Linked DNA regions of Mus musculus: regions 1, 2, 4, 5, 6 and 7 are each linked to region 3. The links are chromatin contacts, called in public HiChIP or PLAC-seq and promoter capture Hi-C maps. All regions are on one chromosome and are shown on one strand. The core of a region is the stretch at or near the end of the contact, and the rest is flanking DNA. Distances in the headings are between cores, read along the strand shown.

Region 1 (3,248 bases), core at 284-2,783, 280 kb after region 3:
CTGAAAAGCTCCTTTGAGAACCAAGTGTAAACTAGGAAGGCTTCCAGTCTAACCCATAACCACATGACCTTGAACAGGTCCAACTCTTCCTCAGTTTTCCTTCCTAACAGTATATCCCTGAAATCCTCAGATCTATTCTTTGATATCTGATTTTTGTCTATAAATATACTAACTTAGTGGTGGTTAGATATGAGAGTCTGATGTAGACTGTTAGATATTAGGATCTAACAGAGAGTCTTAAACATGAGTGTTTGATGCAGACTATTAGACTTGAATAATTGATATAGACTGCTACATATAAGTCTATGTAGATGTAGGATGGGCTGGAGACTGTCTATGTGGAATTGTAGTCCCTCTGTACAATGGGACTTTTTCTTGCCCACAAATACCACATGGGGATGAAAGTCAACATTTTATGTGAATTCCATGTTATAAAAAAAGAAATGAGAGAGATAAGGAATGGTGAAAGGACAAAGTGATGCAGGAAGGAGAAAGAGAAAGGAAGGAAAGAAGGAAGGAATCAAGGAAAGAAAGAAGAGGACAGGAGGGAGACAGGGAAGGAAAGAAAGAAGAGGAAATGGAAGATAGGAAAATGAGAGAGGGAAGAGGAGGAAAGGAAAGAAAGGGAAGGAAGAAAAGAGAGAGCAGGAGAAGGGAGGGATAGGGATTAGAGAGTGGCTCCTCCCAGCTGAACTATGGGCTAGTGATAGATTCTGTGAAAGGAGGAGTCTTGTCTTCAGGTGTGCACCCTCTCATAAGCTCCATGGCATAGTCTGAAACCAAGACACACAAATGGCTCTGTTCCAACTCAGTAGGTCACAAATGACAATGTGAATGTGGAAGGAGAGTTGTAGTGAAGAAGGTTGACAGGGATGAAAAGGAGTTAAGGGGTGGGGGAGGATTGTATACATATATGAAACTGTCAAAGAAAAATCTAATTAGTGAAAAAGAACAGAGGGAAGGAAGGGAGGAGGGAAAAGGTGAGAAAATGTGCCTGGTCATAACATTCAGATTGTAAGTCCACCAAGATTATTTTGTCCATCACCACAAGTGATTTTATAAGCCAAAATTCTTCACTATTTAATGCAACAGGCAACCTGTGTTTTCTTCTCTCTTCTAAAATTCTTCAAAATTAGCATTTTCACTAAGAAAAATATTTTAAATTTTTTGAGTTCAAAAAAAATATGTTTAAACACCTTTATAAGATTTCTACAAGAAACAGGCTGAAGAGAAGTTAGCTGGCTCTTGGACAGAGACCTCCTATTCTGAATCTTCCCCACTCCAGGTCCCAAAGATAACAAAACTATGAGCTTGGAGTCTAGAGGCCATAACTAGAGAGCCATCCCAATGCCTCCCTCACCATCTAACATTCTACAACTCTGTCCTTGCAAAATCCTTTAGGAAAAAGTTATGAGAAGAGATAGTCCAGGGTTAAACCCAAAGCAAACTCACAGGAACCAATCCACAGCTATGATCAGTGTGATGTCCTCTGTGGGCAGGCCGACGGATGTGAGCACAATCACCATGGTAACCAGTCCTGCCTGGGGGATGCCAGCTGCTCCTACGCTGGCAGCTGTGGCTGTGATGCTGCAAACGGGAAGAGAGTCAGGAATCCGGGAGGAAAGACTGAACAGAAAATTGGAGGAAGATCAGGCAGGAAAAAGCATCTTAAATTAAATTCCCAAGCTAACACAGAAAGAAAAACATTACATTATTTCACATTTGATATGAAACTAAATTTTAAAAGTTGACATCATGAAAGCAAAATGTGTGATGCTGGGCAGACTGGCTGGGAGATGGGGAATGTCTGTCAAAGAGTCAAAATGTCTAAACAGCAGATGATTAAGTTCTGGGGAGTTCTGGGATGAATGTACATCATGGAGAGTGTGGCCAATGACACTGCGTTTGTATTTGAACTTTTCAAGAGAATAGTCCTTAAGTCTGTTCTCACCATCAAAAAAAGATAAAGATAATGGAAGGAGGGAAGAACAGAAGAACAAACAGAAAGAGGAGGGGAAGGAGGCAAAAGCAAGGAAGGGAAGGAGTGAGAGAAGAGAGAGCCAGAAGGAGGGGGAAAGAAGGGAGGAAATGAGAAAAGGAGAGGACATCAGGATTAGAAGGAAAGGTGGAAAAGGACAGGAAGACAGGATTAAAGGAGAGAGTGGAAAAGAAGCAAGGAGAAGAGAAATAAGTGGAGAGAAGAGAAGACACAGGCAGCAAAGGAGGAGGTAATGGGGGAGGACAGAAGAAAACTATAGGGGGAGATAGATGTAGTAATCAGCCTGACTATGATGATCATTTCACAAAGCACACATTCAGCAAATAATCATGAAATATACCTTAAATATATGCAACCTTTGTTGGCTATCATGCAGAAAAGCTGTGGCTGGAAAAGACAGTAACTAATTTTTAAGTTGGCAAATACAGCTTACCACAATGGAGGTAAAAACATTCTGGCCCATCTTAGGCTTTGAGCCTATTTTTTTCTTGATTTTTTTAAGTTGTTTTCTTAATTTCATATGCATGAATGTTTGCCTGCATGTATGTTGTGCACTGTATGTGTGCCTGATGTCTATGAAGGCCATAAAAGAGCATTGGGTCCCCTAGAACTGGAGTGAAAAGCAGTTGTAAGCATCATGTAAGTAGTGGGAATCAAACCAAGGTCCTCTGGGAGAGCAGTAAGTGCTCTTAACCACTGAGCCATCTCTCAAGCCCATCAAATAATTCTTAAAAATAAAGTAGAAAGCTAAGGATATATCTGAGTGGTAGAGCACCTATCTTAGCATATACAAATCCCGACTGCCATTTCTAGTCCTGAAAATTAATATGAAGTTTAAGTAGGTTCTACTGGGTCACAGGTGGCCTGTGTTAAAATTCCAATATCAAGGTCTGACCACCTCTCCACCCACATTCTCTGCAGTACCAGAAACAAACAGTTAGGAAGATGGCATAACTGACTCTTGACCATCCACCAGCAGATACAAAAAGATGCAGAGACCCGTAGCCAAACATCAAGCGGAACTCAGGAAGTCTTGTGGAAGAGTGGGGTTATAACTGAGCAAGCCAGAGAGGTCAAGGGAACCATGGGAAGACCTACAGAGTCAACTATCCTGGATCCATGAGGGCTCACAGAAACTTTCATTAGTCAAGAAGCAGTGCAGACCCTGGATGTAGGTCCCTTCACACATTTGTAGCAAGTGTGCAGCTTATTCTTCAAGTGGGTCCTCTAACAATTGGAGTGAGGACTG
Region 2 (3,020 bases), core at 164-2,663, 380 kb after region 3:
CGATTTCTGTAAAATATCCAGGAAAGGGGGTATGAAGAGACGGATGGCTCAGTCATGAGAAACTGAGTTCAGATTCCCAGCACGCATATAAAAAGCAGAGGATGGCAGCATCCATTTCTAATCCTAGCCGAGGAGAGGTGAAATCAGTTGGATATCAGGTGTTCGCCAGCCAATCAGTCTAGCTGAATCAGTGAGCTTGAAGCTCAGTGAGAGGCCGTGACTCATAACCTAAGGCGGAAAGCAATAGAGGAAGAGATCCAACACTGGTTTCCACACATGTGTATGCATGTGCATGCACTCACATACACACAATGTCACATATACGAACAAGCGTGGGTGGGCAAGATGGCTCAGTGGGTAATGGAACTTACTGCAAATGACCTGAGTTTGATCCCTTGGGCCAAAAGGTAGAGAGAATTCCCACAAGTTGTCTTCTGAGTTCCATATACATACTTTGGTATGTGGTGTGGTATGCAATTAATAACCAATATAAATGGAATAAAAATTACTTTAAGATGCATGGCTGGGGAGATGTCTCATCAGAGTTTTTCATACACAAGCACGAGGATCTAAATTCAAATCTCCAGAAACCATGTAAAAAGCCATACGGGGCCACATGCTCAGGTCTATAACCTTAGCACTGTTACAAACAGGAGGACTGCTGGGGATTGCTGCCTGCAAGCATAGTTCCTGGTTCAATGAGAGATCCTGCCAGTCTTTGAAAGGCAATGAGCATGTTCTAGAGTGCTGTACGGTGAAGAGTTCCTGGCCCTACTCTGTAAAGGTCTTAAAGCCAGCAAGTTGGGCATGCCAGTGGAAGAGCTGAATAGTATGAGTTTATCTCATGAAACCTGTCAACATAAAAATAAACATAAAACAAGATACTGGGATAGAACAAAAGGGGAAGAATAAGAGGAAGAGAAGAGAGCTGAGGAGGGGGCATAAAGCATCGTGGAGGACAATCCTGGATTTGAATGGTAAGTGCTGTCTGGGTGTTCTTGAGCTGTCACCTATTTGCACAGCCTTGAGCCTAGGCTTCAAAATGGGAGAGACAATGCTAATGTCTCCTGAGGACTCCTGAGGACTGGAGATGACGCGAAAGTGAAGCTGCTGCTATCTGCCTGATAGTGGAATGAGTGAACTGGTCTTGATGATAGAGATCTCATGTTAATGAGTTGAACCCGGGATAGAGAGCAGAGGGGGCCGTGTTTTGTTCCTTTTGGATGCTCTCCCTCAGGTAGGCCGGGAGGTGGTGCAGTGGGGGTGGGGTGGTGTCCACTGAGCCATGCCATCGTTCGTTCATTCATTCCATGGGCGTTTGACTCTGCTCCTACACCTGCCGCCAAGGGTGTGGCTCTCTTGTCACGAGGTGTCTTGGTGACAGAAAACTTGCAGACAATAAAGGTACAGAGTTTGTACTGCTCTAGTCACGGACAGGATCTCAGGAGAAGCTTGGGGAAACCTTTCCGTGCCCGCCCCTTCTTGGAGAGCAGCACGAGGCTCTAACTCCTCTTGAATGACAGCGCTGTTATCAGCAGCTTGGAGACAGACAAGCCAGGGCCTGATCCCAAGGAGAAGGAGCACCTGCTTCTACAGCCGGTGAGGGCTTTGCCAGTCACCTCTCTCTCTCTCTCTCTCTCTCTCTCTCTCTCTCTCTCTCTCTCTCTCTCTCTCTCTCTCTCTCTCTCTCTCTCCCCTTCTCTCTCTCCTTCTCCCTTCCCCCTCCTTCCCTCCCTCCTCCTTCCCTCCCCCCTCTGCCCTCCCTCTTTCCCCCTTCCCCTTTTCTATTCTGACAGAAATGAAGAAGTTTTCCATTTGTTCTAACAAATTCCTACACAGGCCCTTTCTTGTCTGTTCATTTGTTTATTTGTTTGCTCAACACGTTCTCCTCAAAACCTGCCTCTCCACCCATTCTGTCAGCCCTGATGGAGACACAGATAAAGACAGCAGGCTTTGGTCATGAAAACTCAGCTCAGCTACCAGTTCAGCCACTGGAGTAAGAATCGGGGAAGCACGGCTACTTCCTCTTCATGTCATTTTCTTCTTTCTAGTCTGAGAGACCTAATACTTAACATAAAATATGGGATGTTTGTTGTAAATTTTATTTGTACTTGTCAATACATCTGTCTTACACTCTTCATTACAGGCATGTAATCACAAAGATGATTAAAGCGATATTCAGTGAGTAGTTTGTAAAAACACACACATTGCCGTAATGCAAGTATAAACAGGCAAAGAAGGGAGCGGCATAGCCACGAGGCCAGTAGGGATCATGAAGCCTGGCTTAGTTTGCCTTTACTGCTGATGTACCTACTGCTATTCCCAGATGCAACCACTGAATCTCAGAGTGAGACAGAGTGAGAAGCTTATGTTCTTGGGATGGGACTGGGGTCTGCTATGTCTGAGTTCAGAGCTGGGCTCCTGTCACTTCCATAGTTACAGTATTTGTTTCCTCTTTCCTCATGGGGTGTGTGTGTGTGTGTGTGTGTGTGTGTGTGTGTGTGTGTGTTTTCATAGGGGAGAAAGTTGATGGTCATTCATGTCTGTCATAGAACTACATAAGGGCAAGGAGAAGGACTATCTAACATAATGTTTTCCCGGTGATTAATATATAATAAGCCCTCAGGAAACATATGCTTAATCAGTGGAGGAGAGTTAGATGCAACTGGGTGGGTAGATATGGACAACTAAGAGATTTATGGTTGGTTTATAGGTAAATGTGTAGAAGATTGTTTGATGGCTGATAGGAGAACATCTAAAGGCATAAGTGCACAATTGGACAGTTAGATATTAAAGTACATGGATGGATGGATGGATGGATGGATGGATGGATGGATGGATGGATGGATGATGGATGAATAGATGGATAGATGGATGGATAAATGGATGAATAACTGTTTAATAAGTGATTAATGGGTAAATAAGTAGATGGATAGACCCATGGCTGGATGGCCAGTATGTGTATGGATTGGTAGGTGGGTAAAAGTATGTGCAATGGAGAGAAGGCATAGCAGACATTA
Region 3 (2,778 bases), core at 72-2,571:
AGAGATGGTGCTTGCACTCAGTGGTTTGGGAATAGCCTCACACAATATTCACCTGGAGAGTTCTAAACCGTGTGTGTGTGTGTGTGTGTGTGTGTGTGTGTGTGTGCGTGTGTGAGTGTGTGTGTGTGCGCGCGCATTCGTGCATGCATGAGTGTGTGTGTATGTGTGAGTGTGTGTGCGTTTGTGCATGCATGAGTGTGTGTGTGTGGGGGGGGGAGTCCTACTCCCCCTACTCTGATTTCATTGAAACTAAAGTTTGGAGTATTTAAAAAGTCCTAGGGGGTTATAATGTGTGGCCAACTTAGATGCATGTGCGTCAGGGTCTTGGCTGAGTTAGCTGTTCATGATATCCATGTGTGCTACATGGCTTTGCCCACCACCACCTCACATCTCACTTTCAGGTATCCAAAATTGCTATGCCCAGCTGAAATCAAGACATACTCCTTATACGGCAACATTTCTGCAAAGCAAATGCATTCTTATTGGTCGGCACATCTCTCTAATTGTCATTTGCTTTTCTCTAAGATTTTTCAGAACAGTTTGGAATTTGGTCAAATTAGCACTCAAAAACAAAAGGAATGGAAATAATTTGCATGCATGTGGCGGCTCACTATACGTGTTCAATTTTTTTCTTCTATAAAGAGAAATAAATTATGCCATCATTGTTATTATAGTGAATTTTACCTGTTTAGATTTTTTTTTTTAAAGCTGACACTTCTCAGAATACATATATGTGATTCTGAGGAGAAAAGGGGGAGAGAAAATAGAACAGGGAATGATGAGAGCAAAGTATAATATAACAACACCCTTCAGAAGAAGTCACAATGCATACCTAAATAATTAACCAATTTTTCAGTTCTGTCTACCATGTTGCTTGTATCGGACATTGCTGCCTTACATGAATGCTTTTTATTTTGAAGCTTAGAGTTGGGAAAACACAGTTTAAAACTGTCATGATGTGATTTCCATTTGTGAATAAGATATATATATATATATATATATATATATATATATATATATATATATTCAGCCGTAAGTCCATAAATCCTTTAGCTCTATATCCAGGGCAATTGTTCAGTACTGGGCTCTGTTCTCTCACGGGGTTGGGAGCAGCCCTGCCTGACAACATCTGTGAGCAAGAACTTGCTTTTTATTTATTTATTTATTTTTATTTTTGCTTGATTCACGCACGAATTGGTTCTGTCTACTGTCACTCGTAGCCAAGCCCGAAATGCTATCCAATCGGATGCACTAGACTGAGAATTGCCCAATCATACACAGAGAGCGAGCATGGAGGGCGGGCCTTCGCTGCTCCGCTGTGGCCTTTGTCTGTCCCCGGCCATCTTAGATCTGTAGCCTCATCCAGTTCCGAAGGATCGGAAATCACTGAGGCCCCTGTCTCCTGTGACAGTCGCGGTGGGGAGGCCCGCGCAGGACGCAGGATGTCGGCAGAGCCTGTCATGGTGAGTGCGAGCGTCCTGCAGCGGGGAAGCTGTCTCTGCACCCTCCGCCGCCCCCGACCCCCCGGCCCGGTGCGCCTGCGCCGTTGTCAGGTCCTTCAAGGCTGGGCTGGAGGGTGGAGGTTGCTGGAGTCCACAACTTGCCCGCGAGGACTTTGAGGGAGATGGGTTTCCTTCAAGAGAGGAGCCGGGTCCGTGGATTCTGCAGTCCCTTATATGTAAAGGAGAAGCAGCTCAGCTCGGAGGCCAGTAAGCAAAGGAGAGCGCCCCTTCGGGGACATCCCTCTACTTTGATCACAGTTGCCTAAGAATTTCATGAGGAGGCTAAAAGAAACAAAATCAATTTATGACAGTGTCATCTGGTTGATTTTTTCGGTAAAGGCTCCCAGCAACTTGATGTCACTTAGCATCAACATTCAGTGCTTAAGCAGATTTTAAGAGTTGAGTAAAATTTGAAAATTAAGGTAAATGGTGCATGAGTTGGCTTACTTATTTCTCTGGTCTGTAGAAAACACTGGTCTCACCTCAAAAGGATTAGAGAGAGTTTATTCTGGGACAGATATGAGTCACCCTGTTCAGTAGCATGTATTTAAGTTGCCCTAAATCACATGTTTCAACGTGGATGTAGTTAGGTGAGGTTTTAATAGTGAAAAACAAAATCAAGGCATTTATCAAAGACACTGTGGACACATCAGGGTAGATAGGTTACATGCAGAGGAAGCTCTTACAGATATGAGAGATTATCTGGGGACACTCTTAGCTTTTGGCTTGGTGGAAGCTAGTGGTCTGCTCTGTGGACACATTCCCAAGTTTTCAGCTGCTAGTTGGTGTCCGACCACATAGAGAAGATGAATACTAACTGGATATTAAGGGACCTGATGATCGCAAAGAGTTCTAACTACATTTGCAATGTTCCAGCTCCACAGAATCATGAAGTTTTGATCAGCCAGGAAACCTTATAAAGTCTTTAGAACTCACTTGGAATTATTTTTGAGGAAAGGAGAGACTTAAGTTTCTACTCCTTAAGAATTTTCTGACTTGTGAGGCAGAGACAGGTGGATTTCTGAGTTTGAGGTCTACAGAGTGAGTTCCAGGACAGCCAGGGCAATACAGAGAAACCCTGTCTTGAAAACAGAACAAAACAAAACAAAACAAACAAAAAAACCAAACCAAAACAAAACAAAACAAAAAGAATTTTCTGGCTGGGGAGATGGTTCTGATAGTAAAGGCACATGCCATCAACTGTGACAGTGTGAATTGCATCCCTGGAACTCATGTGGTGGATGGAAAGAACCTATCCCAACAAGTTGAGGAATAA
Region 4 (3,033 bases), core at 23-2,522, 400 kb after region 3:
GTGAATTTTATTCCGACTAGATTGCCATCAGTATCAAAATCACTTCTACTTCTTTTGGTTTACAATTTAGTTATTTATAATATGTGTGTGAAGGGGTGTGCCTGCCACTGCACACACATGGAGGTCAGAGGACAACTTGCAGAAACTCATTCTCTCTACCATGTAGATCCTGGGAATTGAACTCAAGTTGTCAATATCAACAGCAGGCATCTTAACCTGCTGAGCCATCTCTCAGGTCTGGGGTTTCTGTTTTTGTCATGGTGGGACCAGCTGCTTGACCAATCCCCCTGAGAGATAAGTACAGATCCACACAGCAGTCTCATTTTCATTTTTGAAACTTCTAGGACCTCACATCAACTTTTCTTTTTACTTCCCAGACCTGGGCTGCTCAGAAGATCTCACAAGAATAATCTGTTAAAACCATAGCGTTGTAAACAGTTGTATAGTAGAGCACTTGCCTCATATATACAAGGCCACAGCTTACATTTGGAGCACTGTCAATAGAATGAAAAAGAGTCAGGGAAGAGTAAGAGAGGGAGGGAGGAGGGAGAAACAGAGTGAAGGAGGAGGAGGGAGAGTTGCCTCAGCAGCTAAGAGCACTTGCTGTTCTTGAGAGGACATGTGTTAAATTATAACTTATAACCTCCTTAAATCCAGTTCCAGGAAATCTAGAGCCATCTTCTGACCTCTATGTGTCAGACATGCACCATGGTGTACATACAAGAAAGCAAAACATTCATACATACACACAAAAATTTGGAGACTGGGTGTGGTGGCACATAATCCTCTAGTCCCAACGCTCAGGAGGCAAAGATATGCTGATCTCCATGAGTTTGAGGCCAGCCTGGTCTACATAGCAAGTTCCAGGCAAGCCAAGGCCACATAGAGAGACCTTGTCTCAAAAAAAAATGACAAGAACAAATTTTAATCTTGCACACACACCAAACCCTGACACTATTACTGATGCCATATTGTGCTGCAGACAGGAGCCTGGCATGGCTGTCCTCTGAGAGGCTCTAAAAGCAGCCGACTGAGACAAATGCAGATACTTACAGCCAACCATTGGATTGAGGTCAGAGACCCAGAGAAAAGTTAGGGGAAGGACTGAGATAGCTGAAGGGGATTGTAACCCCACAGGAAGAGCAACAGTGTCAACTAACCCTCAGAGCTCCCAGAGACTAAACCAAAAACCAAGGAGTATACATGGGCTGGTCCGTGGCCCTGGGCTCATGTGTAGCAGATGACTACCTTGTCTGGCCTCGGCAGCAGAGGATGTGATTAAGCCTGTGGAAACTCGATGCCTCAGAGAAAAGGGATGCTGGTGGGGGTATGTTGCCTGATGGGGAAGCATACTCACAGAGAATGGGGGTGGGGCAGAGAGAGGGAGATGGGGTGAAGAACTCAGGGAGAGAGGATCAAGAAGGAAGGCAACTTTTGAAATGTAAATAAATAAAATAGTTTAATAATAATAAAGAAAAAAATTTAAATGTATAAACAACATAACCAGAAAAAAATATTAGGGGAAAAATTAAAGAAATCCTAGCATTTCCCTTTTTTAACACTCATTTATTGAGTGGGTGGGTGGGTGCCGATATCCTTGGCATATCCTGTGTGAGGAGGTCAGAGGACAACTGTGGGAGCCAATCCTCCCCTTTCATAATATGAGTCCAAGAGAATGATCTCAGGTCATCCAGCTTAGAGACAAGTGTCTTTAGTTCCTGAGCCATCTCACTAGCCCAGCATTGCCTTTTTGCCTTTCTAATCCTCTATTGATCGTCTAGGCTCAAGTCTCTCTTTCTTAAAAGAGTTCTTCAACCTGAATGGTCCTTAGAAATATATACTACAAGAAATAAGCCAGACACAAAGCATGATTCCAGACAGTATCCAGGAAGGCAAGTTCAGAGATGGGCAGTGGGTGTGAGGTTATCAAAAGCTAAGGGCAGGGGAGAATTGGGAGTCACTGTTTAATTACATAAACGGTTCTATTTGGGGAGCAGGAGAGAGTCTCAGTGGTTAAAAGCACTTGATGCTCTTGCACCTGAATTTGGTTCCCAGCACACACAGTGGAAGACACACAACTACCCATAACAACAATTCTATGATGTGAGAGATTGTTTACTTTTAAAAATTAAACTTGGCACAAGCCCCTTCCAGTCCAAGCAGCACCTGGGTAGCTAGGGCACAGAGCCAGATGACACCTGCCAGCTACCCACAACACTGCCACTGGATCTTAAGACTTCTGAGGATAGGGATCTGCCCGGCAGGGGAGTGCTTTGCCTGAGCATCGGCAGCAGACATCTTGGTTCCGGGACCCTCCGAGTGTACCCTGCACAGACATCTTGGTTCCAGGACCCCGCTGAGTGTATCCTGCACAACTCCAGAGAATACCAGATGGCAAAAGGCAAACGTAAGAATCCTGCTAACAGAAATCAAGACCACTCACCATCATCAGAACGCAGCACTCCCACCCCACCTAGTCCTGGGCACCCCAACACAACCGAAAAGCTAGACCCGGATTTAAAAGCATATCTCATGATGATGGTAGAGGACATCAAGAAGGACTTTAATAACTCACTTAAAGAAATACAGGAGAACATGGCTAAAGAGTTACAAGTTCTTAAAGAAAAACAGGAAAACACATCCAAACAGGTGATGGAAATGAACAAAACCAAACTAGACATAAAAAGGGAAGTAGACACAATAAAGAAAACCCAAAGTGAGGCAACGCTGGAGATAGAAACCCTAGGAAAGAAATCTGGAACCATAAATGCGAGCATCAGCAACAGAATACAAGAGATAGAAGAGAGAATCTCAGGTGCAGAAGATTCCATACAGAACATCGGCACAACAATCAAAGAAAATACAAAATGCAGAAGAATCCTAACTCAAAACATCCAGGAAATCCAGGACACAATGAGAAAACCAAAACTACAGATAATAGGAGTTGATGAGAATGAAGATTTTCAACTTAAAGGACCAGTAAATATATTCAACAAAATTATAGAAGAAAACTTCCCAAACCTAAAGAAAGAA
Region 5 (2,921 bases), core at 58-2,557, 460 kb before region 3:
CCTGGATGAGAGATGTTGTCTAGGCATCACCTGAGGAAATGCTGAGTGTCCACCTCCCCTAATGATGCTCATATTTCCCAGCTGGCTGAAAGGTCACCTCAGTTCCCCATTGCAACTATCAGGTCCATGGGAAAGAAAGCCCTAACCTTGAAGAATCTTTCTGCTCATCCATTCATCCAATTGCTTAACCTTTGGTAATTGGTTAATTTGTGTGTGTTTGCTATTGTTGTTTGTCTTGACACATATAGGGTCTTACTACGTAGCCAAGGTTGTCCCAGAACTTGCTACATAGACCTCCAACTCACAGAGACCTGTTTGCCTCTGACTTCTGAGTGCTGGGATTAAAGGCTTGTGGCACCATACCCAGTAGCTTGGTTTCTTGAGGCAGGGTCTCGCTCCAAAGCCCATGCTAGCCTCAAACTGATAGTAACTCTCATGCCTCAGCCTCCTGGGCACTGGAGTTACAAGTATGGGCGACCATGCCTGGCTTTCTCTAGTGATCCTTGTCACAGTTCTCTTTTTGGGTTAGGACTGACTGACTCAGGTTCATGGAATGATGAACCCACCAAACGAGCAGGGGGCAGACTTTCTGTCTTGGGCAAATCCTCAGGGGTGGGAGACAGCTTTTGTGCTTGAACCTTAGTGGTGCCTTCACCTCCCAGCTTGGTCCTGGCCCCAGAGGGAAGGAAGAGTCATTTGGTGACTTGTGTAGACCAGAGGCCTTCACCTCTGCAAGCCTAGGTCTGCCCACCGGTCTGCCTCTCCCATTCTGTCTGCACCCTCCTGACAGCGAAAGTCAGGTTTGTGCACCTGTTCTGGAGGCTCTCATGCCCTGCTCTCTGTACCAGTGTCCTTCACCTCAGGACCACCCCCTCACCCCTAGACCATCCCTCACCTGTCAGTTGTTTCATCTCATTCTCCCTCATTTCAAGACATCCTCCCCTTCATCTCTGGACTATCCCCTCTCACCTCTAGTCCATTCCCCATCACTTCTGGACCTTCCCCTCACCTCCAGACCATACCCATTTCACTTCGGGACCCAAACCCCTCACTGCTAGATTGTCCCCTCACCTGTGGAACCTCTTCACTTGTAGACTGTTCTTCACCTGTGGCTTGTTCCCTGTTTGCGCCATCTCCCTCACCTGTGGACACACAGGAATCAGCTGATTGGCTGATGTACGGGCGTGGGGTACACCGGACCCAGGCTATAGATCTCCGCTCCTCGCCAGCACACCTACTACGCGCCTCCTGCGGCCCCGCCCCACTCCGCCTCCCAGCTCCTCCGCCAATAAGCGCGCGGCACCGCATCCGGGGACCCGCGCGGCCGCCGCCTCCCGCGCGCACGCTCGGCCATGGCGGAGGTGAGTGAGCGGCTGGGTAGCGGCCCCTCCCACACACTGCCCTGGGTCGACCTGGTCCGGCCCGTGCTCTCCCAGTCCGAGCGCCTCGAGCCTCCCCACTATTACCGGGCGGAGCATGAGCCCCGTGGGCGCCCGACGACCCCCCTTCCCCATCTCGGCTATGGTGCGCATGCGCGGGCGGGCGGGGGGGAGGGGCGCGAGGCGCGGGCGGCCGGGTGCGGGGCCGAGACCCGGGGCCGCGCGGCGGGAGGGCGCCGCGGACCGGGTGGGTGTGCGGCGCTGGCGTCTGGGACGGCGGCGCGGGGACCGCATTCCGGCGCGTTGGGGATGAGCAGGGCGCGGAGTCGGCGGCTCTCTGCGAGCGGAAAGTTTCGCGCGTGGAGTTCGTCTGGCTGTGGGAGCGAGAGCGCGGGCCTCCCCGCGGGTGCGGGGCTGCGGCGCACAGCCCAGAGCTGACCTGCACCTCGGGGTGCGGCCGCTGAACTCCGGGACCAGCCCCCAGCGACGCGCTGCGAATCCGCCACTCCGGTACTGGAACTCTGCACAGTGCGCGAGTGGGGCAGCTTGGGGCAGCAACAGGCCCGCGCGTGGGCCACAGGGTCGGGATCTGGGGGCCCCGTTGGACAACTCTGGCTGGTTGACTCAGAGGGTTCTTAGGGGTTTAGTTCCTTCTTTAGGGGGCCTTTGGGGAAGCAGACCTTCTGAAGACAAGATAGATCAACCGATACCCCTTTTGGGGCATGGCGGCCAAGTGGGTGCTCTTGGGCTGCTCTGCCCTGTGTGGCATGGGTGGTGGAGACTCCCCAGCCTGTGCTTACGTGCTCTCCTGGAGTCTAGGATTTGGAAGGGTTCTGCCTCAGTTTCCTCATCTTAAGTGGGAACCTGGTGGTGCCTTTCTATAACTGAGAGGGTGTTTTGCTGCATCCATGTTTTGAACTCATGAAAGTGGCAGTGGTTACATAGAAGTCCTCAGTGTCAGCTACTTGGTTAGTGTGTGTCTCAGCCATCTCTTTGAGCTGGTGGCTTGTCCCGTTCTTAGTCTAAGCCACACCTCTTCGCTGTGCCTATCCTTTGCAGTCCTCATGAGACCATCCAGCCCCTGGGTTTCTTTCTTGTAGTCGGAATTCCTACAGAGTTGCCTGTCAGTTGTCCCACTTCATCTGGTCTCTAGGACGCCACCTCTGACCCCAGCTGCCCAGCTCCCACCCGTTTTCTTCATTCCTGTCCCTTGGTTTAGCTCCCTTGTTTGTCCCATGTCCTAGCTCCATGTGGGTGGAGACAGGCTGAACCCGTCTCTCGGGATGTCCTAGCTGCCACGGTGGAGGGGCGAGGCTGGGACACCAGGGGCACGGGGCCCTTGCCTAGGTGTGGATGTGGGTCATTTCTCTTGAGAATGCTCTCTGACAACTCAGTATTCACTTGTTCTGACCTCTCATAATTCTTGGGGTCCTTTGTGGGTTGCAGTTTGTAGGAGTTAATGTTGAAACCTCTGCCCCTTTGGGGTGTGGGCTACAACCCTATTCGTGAGGTCTCTGTGTGGCTTGGGCTTCCTCACAGCTT
Region 6 (2,864 bases), core at 256-2,755, 440 kb before region 3:
TAAACAGCGGTTAAAGGGGGTATTACAGATGCCACTGGTCATATGAACTGTCAGGAGCTAGGGGGACATGTCACACATATGGTAGGGTGACTTTGGCACCTCTGAGTCCATGTGCTATAGACATATGGGTGGATGTGAGGTTGAATGCTGGCGTTGGGGACCTCTGCTTCAGTTAGTGTCCTCTCACCAGAGCCCAGCCTGCCCTTGTCTTTAAAGGGTCAGACCTGCCACATAGGTGTCAGGTAGGCATGGGGGAGGGACATGAATGAAGACCTGAAGCCAGGTTTCTGCACAGTCCTTGTCCAGTCCTGTGTGTAGCACAGGTTACAGTGTATTGAAAGCTCTGCCTGCCCATTTTATAGGCCACTTTCTAGGATGCAGGGACCCTCCCTTACCCCGAACAGGTCACTGCATGCTGCTCCCCCCCAGCACCAAAGCACAGGCACTTGGGTTCTCTGAGGACCTCTCAGGTCAACTCTGCCTAGGTGACATCCTGCAGGAGAGAAGGTCAGGGGAGACCTTTTGGACCTTCAGCAAGGGGTTGTCTCTTTCCTGACCTTCCCTGCCCTCAAGTCTCAAACATCCTGGACTCAAGTCAACCTTGTGGTGGAGGAAGGTCTGACTGGCTCTGAGTGTGGCCTCCGTGGAGGCATCAAGGAGCTGGAGTCTCTGGAGTGGAGGCTTCACGCTGTGGCCTCTTACAAAGGATTCAGTGTGGGTTTTGGAGATCCTGGCCTTTCTTTCCAGAGTCTACATGCCCTTGGCTCCCAAGTGTCCCTGGCCCAGGGTCTCAGGACACCCCCTGAACAGGGTAGGCTGGGTCCCACCCATCATAGGTCAATTTCAGAATCTCTGTGGCATTCTCTAGAGTGGATACAGCCTGTGTTAAGGCATGATCCTGACCTTCCCACCATGAAGGGTCTTGAAACCTTCCAACCTGACAGCAACTACAAGATGCTACTTTAGAGGGAAGGTGGGCTTCTGCCTGAGTTTGGTCATCCCATGCTAAGGTACTTATGGGTTTAGAAGTGTCACTGTGTCCAGCACAGGTGCCCTCCTCTGGAAAGGTTGAGATCAACTTAGGAGTGCTGCCCAGGCGGTTGTCGGCTTGCCCTCTCTGCAACTCTGCATTATCACTGCAGAACCCCGCCCAAGTGTTGGGGACACCTGGGTGACCTCCAGCCTACAGTCTTGAGTTCTGGTGGCCCCTCCCAGCTGGAAGACTCCTTTCTGCATGGAGACCCCAGTCAACACTTCTGAGTCTTGTTCTCAGCCCTGAGATTCTCGGATCCCAGCTTGGAGATCCCTCCCAAATAGGGGACTTCAGTTTGTCCTGAGACACGCTCCCACACCCGCCCATCCCAGCCCCTGCCCCTGCGCGCCCGGGTCAAGGTGGCAAACACACCCCTCAGGGCCTCCGCCCTCTCCTGCCCTCCCGCCTCCGCACTTTCTCTTCATGCCACGCCCTCCCTCAGCCCCGCCTCCGCCTCGCCCGGGCCCTTTCGTCAAGCCCTGCCCTTTCCCTGGGTCCGGCAGTCTCCACCGCCATGTGATCCTGGGGCTGCCGGGACAGCTGGGGCAAGCGGGGGTCGCGGGCGTCCCTGGGCCGGGGCGACATGGAGCGGAGGTGGGTCTTCGTGCTGCTGGACGTGCTGTGCGTGTTGGTCGGTAAGAGCCTCAGCCCCGGGTGCGGGGACTTTTTCCCAGGTGCACACTCCCTCGGTCCCTCTGGCCAGTGTGCGTTAGAGATGCGGACGATGGTGACCAATGCTTTACACTTCCCTGTGAGCACCCCGCCAGCCCTCCTGGGCTCCTGGCGGGATCGGGGCTGCCTGTCTACCTGTAGCTGTTCCTGGGTGGAGGGTCCTGGCAGCAGGAAGTCGCTCGAGTGCCGCGGAGCGATGTGACTCACACGGGCGGGGCAGAACCAAGACCCTGCAGGCCAGTGACCCATGGCCAAGGTCCAGCACTGTGCCCTCGGGAGGCGGGGACAGCTAGGCTCGCACAGACAAACCTGCCATTCCGGTTCAGGCCGCTGGGAGGAGCGTCCCGAACCCCCCAGGCTCGAACAAAGGCCAAGTGTTCGTTGGGGCCCAGGGGACAGTGGCTGGATTCTAACCCAAGGCGGTGACGGTGACGGGGTGCCTCTATCTTCCTTCATTCTGCATCTCCCTCCCCTTCCACCTTCCATATCCCGGAAGGATACTCATTTTAGCTGGGCCCGTTGGCAGCCAGAAAGCCCGTGGGACACCCCTCAGCCATTGGCACCCTTTTTAAGTGTATGGGTTTGTAGAACCATTTCTGTTGCTTTAACTGTATGCCAGGGACTACAGGACTTGGAAATAGTCTACATTTTTCCTTGGAAAGTCCTGAGTCCCCAGGGGCGGAGCTACCTGGGAAGTCACAGCAGCAGGAGGAGGCCTATGCCTCTGAGTGGCTGAATGAACACTGGAGTCAGTGCACACTTTGGGTGGTGATAGGGAAGCCTTGCAGCCAGAGTGAAGGAGGCCCTTTCCTGTTGGTGGGAACAAAGTACCCTACAAATACCCACTGCAGGTGGAGGAAGAAGAGGGGACACAGCTGGGAGCCAGTGTCCTGGCCCACACCTGCCATGCAACCCAGCCATGTTCAGGGCTTTAGGTTCGTCCAGACCTTGCACAGCTGTGGTCTGCCTGGCTTGTCTGCTGAGGATTCACTAACTTCAGTTGTCTTCAGTGTTGCTCTCTACCACCAGATCCTTGGAGTTTACCTCCTCCTATGCAGAAGATGTGTGTTTCCCCTGATCTCTCACATCCTCCTCTGACCTCAGCTCCTCTATTTCCTCTGAACCCCCTCTTTCCTCTCTCATCTTTTCTGATACTCTC
Region 7 (3,230 bases), core at 242-2,741, 320 kb after region 3:
ATATGGCCTTGGAGGTTAGCTTCAACCTTTAGGAAAGGAATACACAAGAAACGATCTTTTTGTTTGTATTTTTCATGTTTTCTTTTTCTTTGTTGATGCAGCCTGAAACAGTGCAGGTGTGTGTGTGTGTGGGGGGGGGGGGGGGTAAATAGGTTCATTTTTATCTTATGTGTGTGAGTGCTAGAAGAGGGTATTAGAGCCCATGAAACAGGCAACCAAACCAGGGAAGTCCTCTTTACCACCGAGCCATCTCTCCAGCCCTAAAGCTGTAAGCTTAAATGGCCTGTTTTTTCTCTCCTCCCTCCATTCTCAGGCCTATAACTAAGCCATCTCCAGGGCCTTTTCTTGCACAAACGATGGCGGGCTAAAGGAAGATTCTTTGTTTAAATAACATCATATATTGATGCTATGCTACCTGGAGGAGTAAGTGACAGACGGGAAAGAGGCAAGATAGACATCATTCATCACACACTCACTTGAATACAGACAGCGTCACATCCTGTGTGCAACTGACACCTATGTACTCCTTTATGGACATGCAGTCCCACGCAGACTCTTCAGACATACAGCCACACACCCTCCAGAACTGTGAATCCATACGCGCCATGCCAAACACATATTTCCTCCCCACAAACAAACCTTTGCTACAGTCATGCACACCAGAAGACAGATAACCTCTCTCACACCGTCAGAAATACAACCAACCCCATACATTCAGCATTAGACATACAAAGTCTACACAGAGAAACACACACATGCGCGCCAGCACGCGCGCGCCACCACCATGCACACCATGAAACTCAAAGCCACACACTTTGAGCCTCCTGCACAAGTACCCCATGCAAATGAAACTCCGTGGACAATGATGTTCACCAAAGTCTTAGGCACACAAGCACATGCTCACCCAAAAATAAATAACACAGTACAACCACAATCGCACCTCCATACCCAGCTCCCTTGGAATGATGGTCGGTCTTAACCACAGCAGGCATGTCTGGAGTTGGATTATGAACCCCTGGTAGGGAAAATGGAGTCCAGCCAAAGAAATAGGAGAGACATCATATTCAGTATTGGAAATAGGACTGCCTGGGAGTTGAGGTTGCTGAATGGGGAGTTCTGGAGATGGGAAGGAGACCCAGGGATCTAAAGTAAGGAAACTCACCAGAGTGGCAGGGCAGAGGCAGGCTCAGCACCTATAACGGGACTGGAAAGCACTGAGGAAAGGTAATGAGAAAGTGGAGACCTGTGCACAGGGAATGACTCGGACCCAGAGCCAACCCTACTCAGGATAAATGTCCCACTCACCAGCCTCGGGTCAGCGGGGCCGCCTTGCCCGCGCCTTGGCCTGCGCGCTGCGCCGGGATGCAGAAGCCAGAACCCGCTGAAGGACCTGGCCGGGTCCGCAGGGACCCTCCAGGGACCCGCGCTGTGTCTGCGTTGGGGACCCGAAGACAGAGAGAGCGACGCGGAACAGGGATGCGCTATGCAATCGGAGGAATGCAGGCTGGCCTTGAGCTCACGTGGGTGCGGGGGGCGCGGGGCCGGGGCGGGGGGCGGGACCCCCTCGGGGATGTCCCCCTGCCGCAGCTGCTCAGGAGCTCCGGGACGCGGGGCGGGCGGGGTGACCGGCCTCTCCCGCACAGCCTCCGCCCCCGCGCCGAGCCGCGCCTCCGAGCCCGCCCCCTGCCCCTCCCGAGTCCTCCGAGGCCAGCAGGCCTCCTGGGATGTTGGGGTACCCAGCCCTGTTACCGCTGGGAGAGCGCCCACATCCTCAGCGTGGGTCTGAGGCAGGGGGAGGGAAGACAGCCCGCATCGGGTGACCACAGCCACCACGTGGGCTCGCTGCCCAGCTTCTCCCTCAGGTGCACCTTTCTGGCTTTGGCCACTTTACTGCTGTGTCCCTCTCGGCCAGTCCCTCTCCCTCTCTGAGCCTGGCCTCCTCGCTGAAACAAGGGAGGTGACTTGGCCGACCTGAGAGAAAATTACAGCTGAGGAAAGTAAAGCGAACGTGAAAACGCTCTCTGCAGCATGAAGCGCTGTGCAAATCGAAACCTTTCATAATTGCTGTTACTGTTGTAATTAATGGTATCCCTTGCAATCTGCAGCGTATCTGCGACACTGTGGAGCTGGCATCTTCCTCCAGGTTGACACTGACTTGGTAGCTTCCAGCACATTAGTTCTTCTGAGAACTGAGCCTCTTTACAGAGTTTGACACCAACCCCAGCGGGATAATAAAAATCAACCCGGAAGACACTGGTTAGATGGCTTACTACTGCTTGCAGGGCAAGGCTGGCAACCTGAGTTTCATTCCTAGAACTTACGTAATGGTGAAGGAGAGAACCAACAAGGAGAGAACCAACACCAGATCTCCACGGATGTGCCGTGGCAAGCTCACAATACAAACATGTACTGTAGTGTAGTCAATCGATGTTCGTTGTTGTTATTACTGTGCTATTATTGATGGCAACATCATGCATCTGGAAGATTCCTTGAGTTCTATTTCATTTACATAGCCATACTAAACACACGTTACCACCCCAGTTTGCAGACAAAGTGACAGGTTCTCATAAAATAGCACAGCCTTCAGAGCTGTCCAGTCGTTGTACTCAGAGCCCTGGCCCTAATCCTTGAACACTTGCTAAACAAGGTAGTTCTCAGTCTTACCTGGACCTTTTAAACACAAGGAGAACAGTTTTAAATTCTGATGCCAAATCAAAACTGCACTGGGATTCTACCCCACACCCTCCCCCCAAGTCAGTGTGGCTCTCAATCCAGAGATCCACAAATCAGTGGACCAGTGTGGCTACAGGTACGTTGTGGGATCATCCCAAAAGTTCACCAGCCCCTGAACAAAAAAAAAAAAAAAAATGCAGTACATTTACACCATGAAATTTTGCACACCCATAAAGAATGAAATGATCAAATTTGCAGAAAAATATATAGAATTTGGAGTCACTGTTTTTAATGTATTTTTACTTATTCTTTGAGAATTTCATACATGCATACAATGTATTTTGGTCATATCCTCCTTCCAACTCTTTGAAGACCACTCATTGTTAACCCCCTGGGTCCTATTAGTGCTGCTTCTGTGTGGATGTGTGTGTGGCCATCCCCTGGAGCATGGCCAGCCTACCAGGGACCACACTCCTTAAGAAAACTGTCTTTCCCTCCCCAAACAGCAATCAGCTGTCAGTAGCCCCTCAGCTATGGGTTGGGGCTTGTGAGCTCTT

The links. Promoter capture Hi-C pulls out the DNA fragments that hold promoters and counts their contacts. HiChIP or PLAC-seq counts read pairs in DNA pulled down with a chosen protein or histone mark.
Region 1: a contact with region 3 is called in an H3K4me3 HiChIP or PLAC-seq map of forebrain, with 7 times the contacts expected there. The contact joins the enhancer-like site here to the promoter of 2610008E11Rik in region 3. A contact is called at or near these places in 7 of 115 datasets of contacts at active chromatin or transcription factors (VIP interneurons, bone marrow-derived macrophages, differentiating embryonic stem cells and 3 more) and 3 of 9 other capture datasets (adipose tissue, embryonic stem cells and liver).
Region 2: a contact with region 3 is called in a promoter capture Hi-C map of stem cell-derived epiblast-like cells, with 9 times the contacts expected there. The contact joins the promoter of Casp14 here to the promoter of 2610008E11Rik in region 3. A contact is called at or near these places in 16 of 39 promoter capture datasets (the 3T3-L1 cell line, the C10 cell line, the HPC-7 cell line and 11 more), 1 of 15 datasets of contacts at CTCF or cohesin (the NIH/3T3 cell line), 3 of 115 datasets of contacts at active chromatin or transcription factors (the NIH/3T3 cell line, embryonic fibroblasts and embryonic midbrain) and 2 of 9 other capture datasets (adipose tissue and pancreatic islet).
Region 4: a contact with region 3 is called in an H3K27ac HiChIP or PLAC-seq map of the NIH/3T3 cell line, with 5 times the contacts expected there. The contact joins the enhancer-like site here to the promoter of 2610008E11Rik in region 3. A contact is called at or near these places in 11 of 39 promoter capture datasets (the 3T3-L1 cell line, the C10 cell line, HPC-7-derived erythroid cells and 6 more), 1 of 15 datasets of contacts at CTCF or cohesin (the NIH/3T3 cell line), 4 of 115 datasets of contacts at active chromatin or transcription factors (the NIH/3T3 cell line, embryonic fibroblasts, embryonic limb bud and 1 more) and 1 of 9 other capture datasets (adipose tissue).
Region 5: an H3K27ac HiChIP or PLAC-seq map of cardiomyocytes shows a contact between it and region 3, with 5 times the contacts expected there. The contact joins the promoter of Mier2 here to the promoter of 2610008E11Rik in region 3. A contact is called at or near these places in 2 of 115 datasets of contacts at active chromatin or transcription factors (cardiomyocytes and stem cell-derived neural progenitor cells).
Region 6: a promoter capture Hi-C map of embryonic stem cells shows a contact between it and region 3, with 2.2 times the contacts expected there. The contact joins the promoter of Plpp2 here to the promoter of 2610008E11Rik in region 3. A contact is called at or near these places in 1 of 39 promoter capture datasets (embryonic stem cells), 1 of 484 Hi-C or Micro-C datasets (rod photoreceptor), 6 of 115 datasets of contacts at active chromatin or transcription factors (astrocytes, embryonic stem cells, large pre-B cells and 2 more) and 1 of 9 other capture datasets (liver).
Region 7: a contact with region 3 is called in an H3K27ac HiChIP or PLAC-seq map of embryonic stem cells, with 5 times the contacts expected there. The contact joins the promoter of Slc1a6 here to the promoter of 2610008E11Rik in region 3. A contact is called at or near these places in 17 of 39 promoter capture datasets (the C10 cell line, the HPC-7 cell line, HPC-7-derived erythroid cells and 13 more), 2 of 15 datasets of contacts at CTCF or cohesin (the NIH/3T3 cell line and large pre-B cells), 20 of 484 Hi-C or Micro-C datasets (the AML12 cell line, the CH12 cell line, DN3 thymocytes and 12 more), 30 of 115 datasets of contacts at active chromatin or transcription factors (bone marrow-derived macrophages, craniofacial prominence, differentiating embryonic stem cells and 17 more) and 4 of 9 other capture datasets (adipose tissue, embryonic stem cells, liver and 1 more).

What each region holds. Positions count from the first base shown.
Region 1 is chr10:78,811,141-78,814,388 of GRCm38.p6, reverse strand. Slc1a6 (solute carrier family 1 (high affinity aspartate/glutamate transporter), member 6) reads right to left here. Exons shown (of 10, transcript NM_009200.3): 9 at 1,453-1,587. Among named protein-coding and RNA genes, the nearest start is that of Slc1a6, 32 kb to the right of the region's middle. Within about 2 kb of position 1,533, at least 43 of the 459 cell types and tissues checked have an H3K27ac peak or open chromatin away from gene starts, as enhancers often do. A contact at or near this core is called in VIP interneurons, forebrain and neural progenitor cells, where this site is marked.
Region 2 is chr10:78,716,686-78,719,705 of GRCm38.p6, reverse strand. Casp14 (caspase 14) reads left to right here and starts at 1,413. Exons shown (of 7, transcript NM_009809.5): 1 at 1,413-1,599.
Region 3 is chr10:79,096,143-79,098,920 of GRCm38.p6, reverse strand. It overlaps 2610008E11Rik (RIKEN cDNA 2610008E11 gene), which reads left to right and starts at 1,321. Exons shown (of 6, transcript NM_001004362.2): 1 at 1,321-1,463. The coding sequence starts at 1,443.
Region 4 is chr10:78,699,285-78,702,317 of GRCm38.p6, reverse strand. No RefSeq gene overlaps it. Among named protein-coding and RNA genes, the nearest start is that of Casp14, 17 kb to the left of the region's middle. Within about 2 kb of position 1,272, at least 5 of the 459 cell types and tissues checked have an H3K27ac peak or open chromatin away from gene starts, as enhancers often do. A contact at or near this core is called in the NIH/3T3 cell line and cancer-associated fibroblasts, where this site is marked.
Region 5 is chr10:79,553,514-79,556,434 of GRCm38.p6, reverse strand. Mier2 (MIER family member 2) reads left to right here and starts at 1,307. Exons shown (of 14, transcript NM_001316699.1): 1 at 1,307-1,361. The coding sequence starts at 1,353.
Region 6 is chr10:79,532,428-79,535,291 of GRCm38.p6, reverse strand. Plpp2 (phospholipid phosphatase 2) reads left to right here and starts at 1,505. Exons shown (of 6, transcript NM_015817.3): 1 at 1,505-1,668. The coding sequence starts at 1,617.
Region 7 is chr10:78,778,757-78,781,986 of GRCm38.p6, reverse strand. Slc1a6 (solute carrier family 1 (high affinity aspartate/glutamate transporter), member 6) reads right to left here and starts at 1,491. Exons shown (of 10, transcript NM_009200.3): 1 at 1,306-1,491. It also overlaps a transcript of Ccdc105 not described here.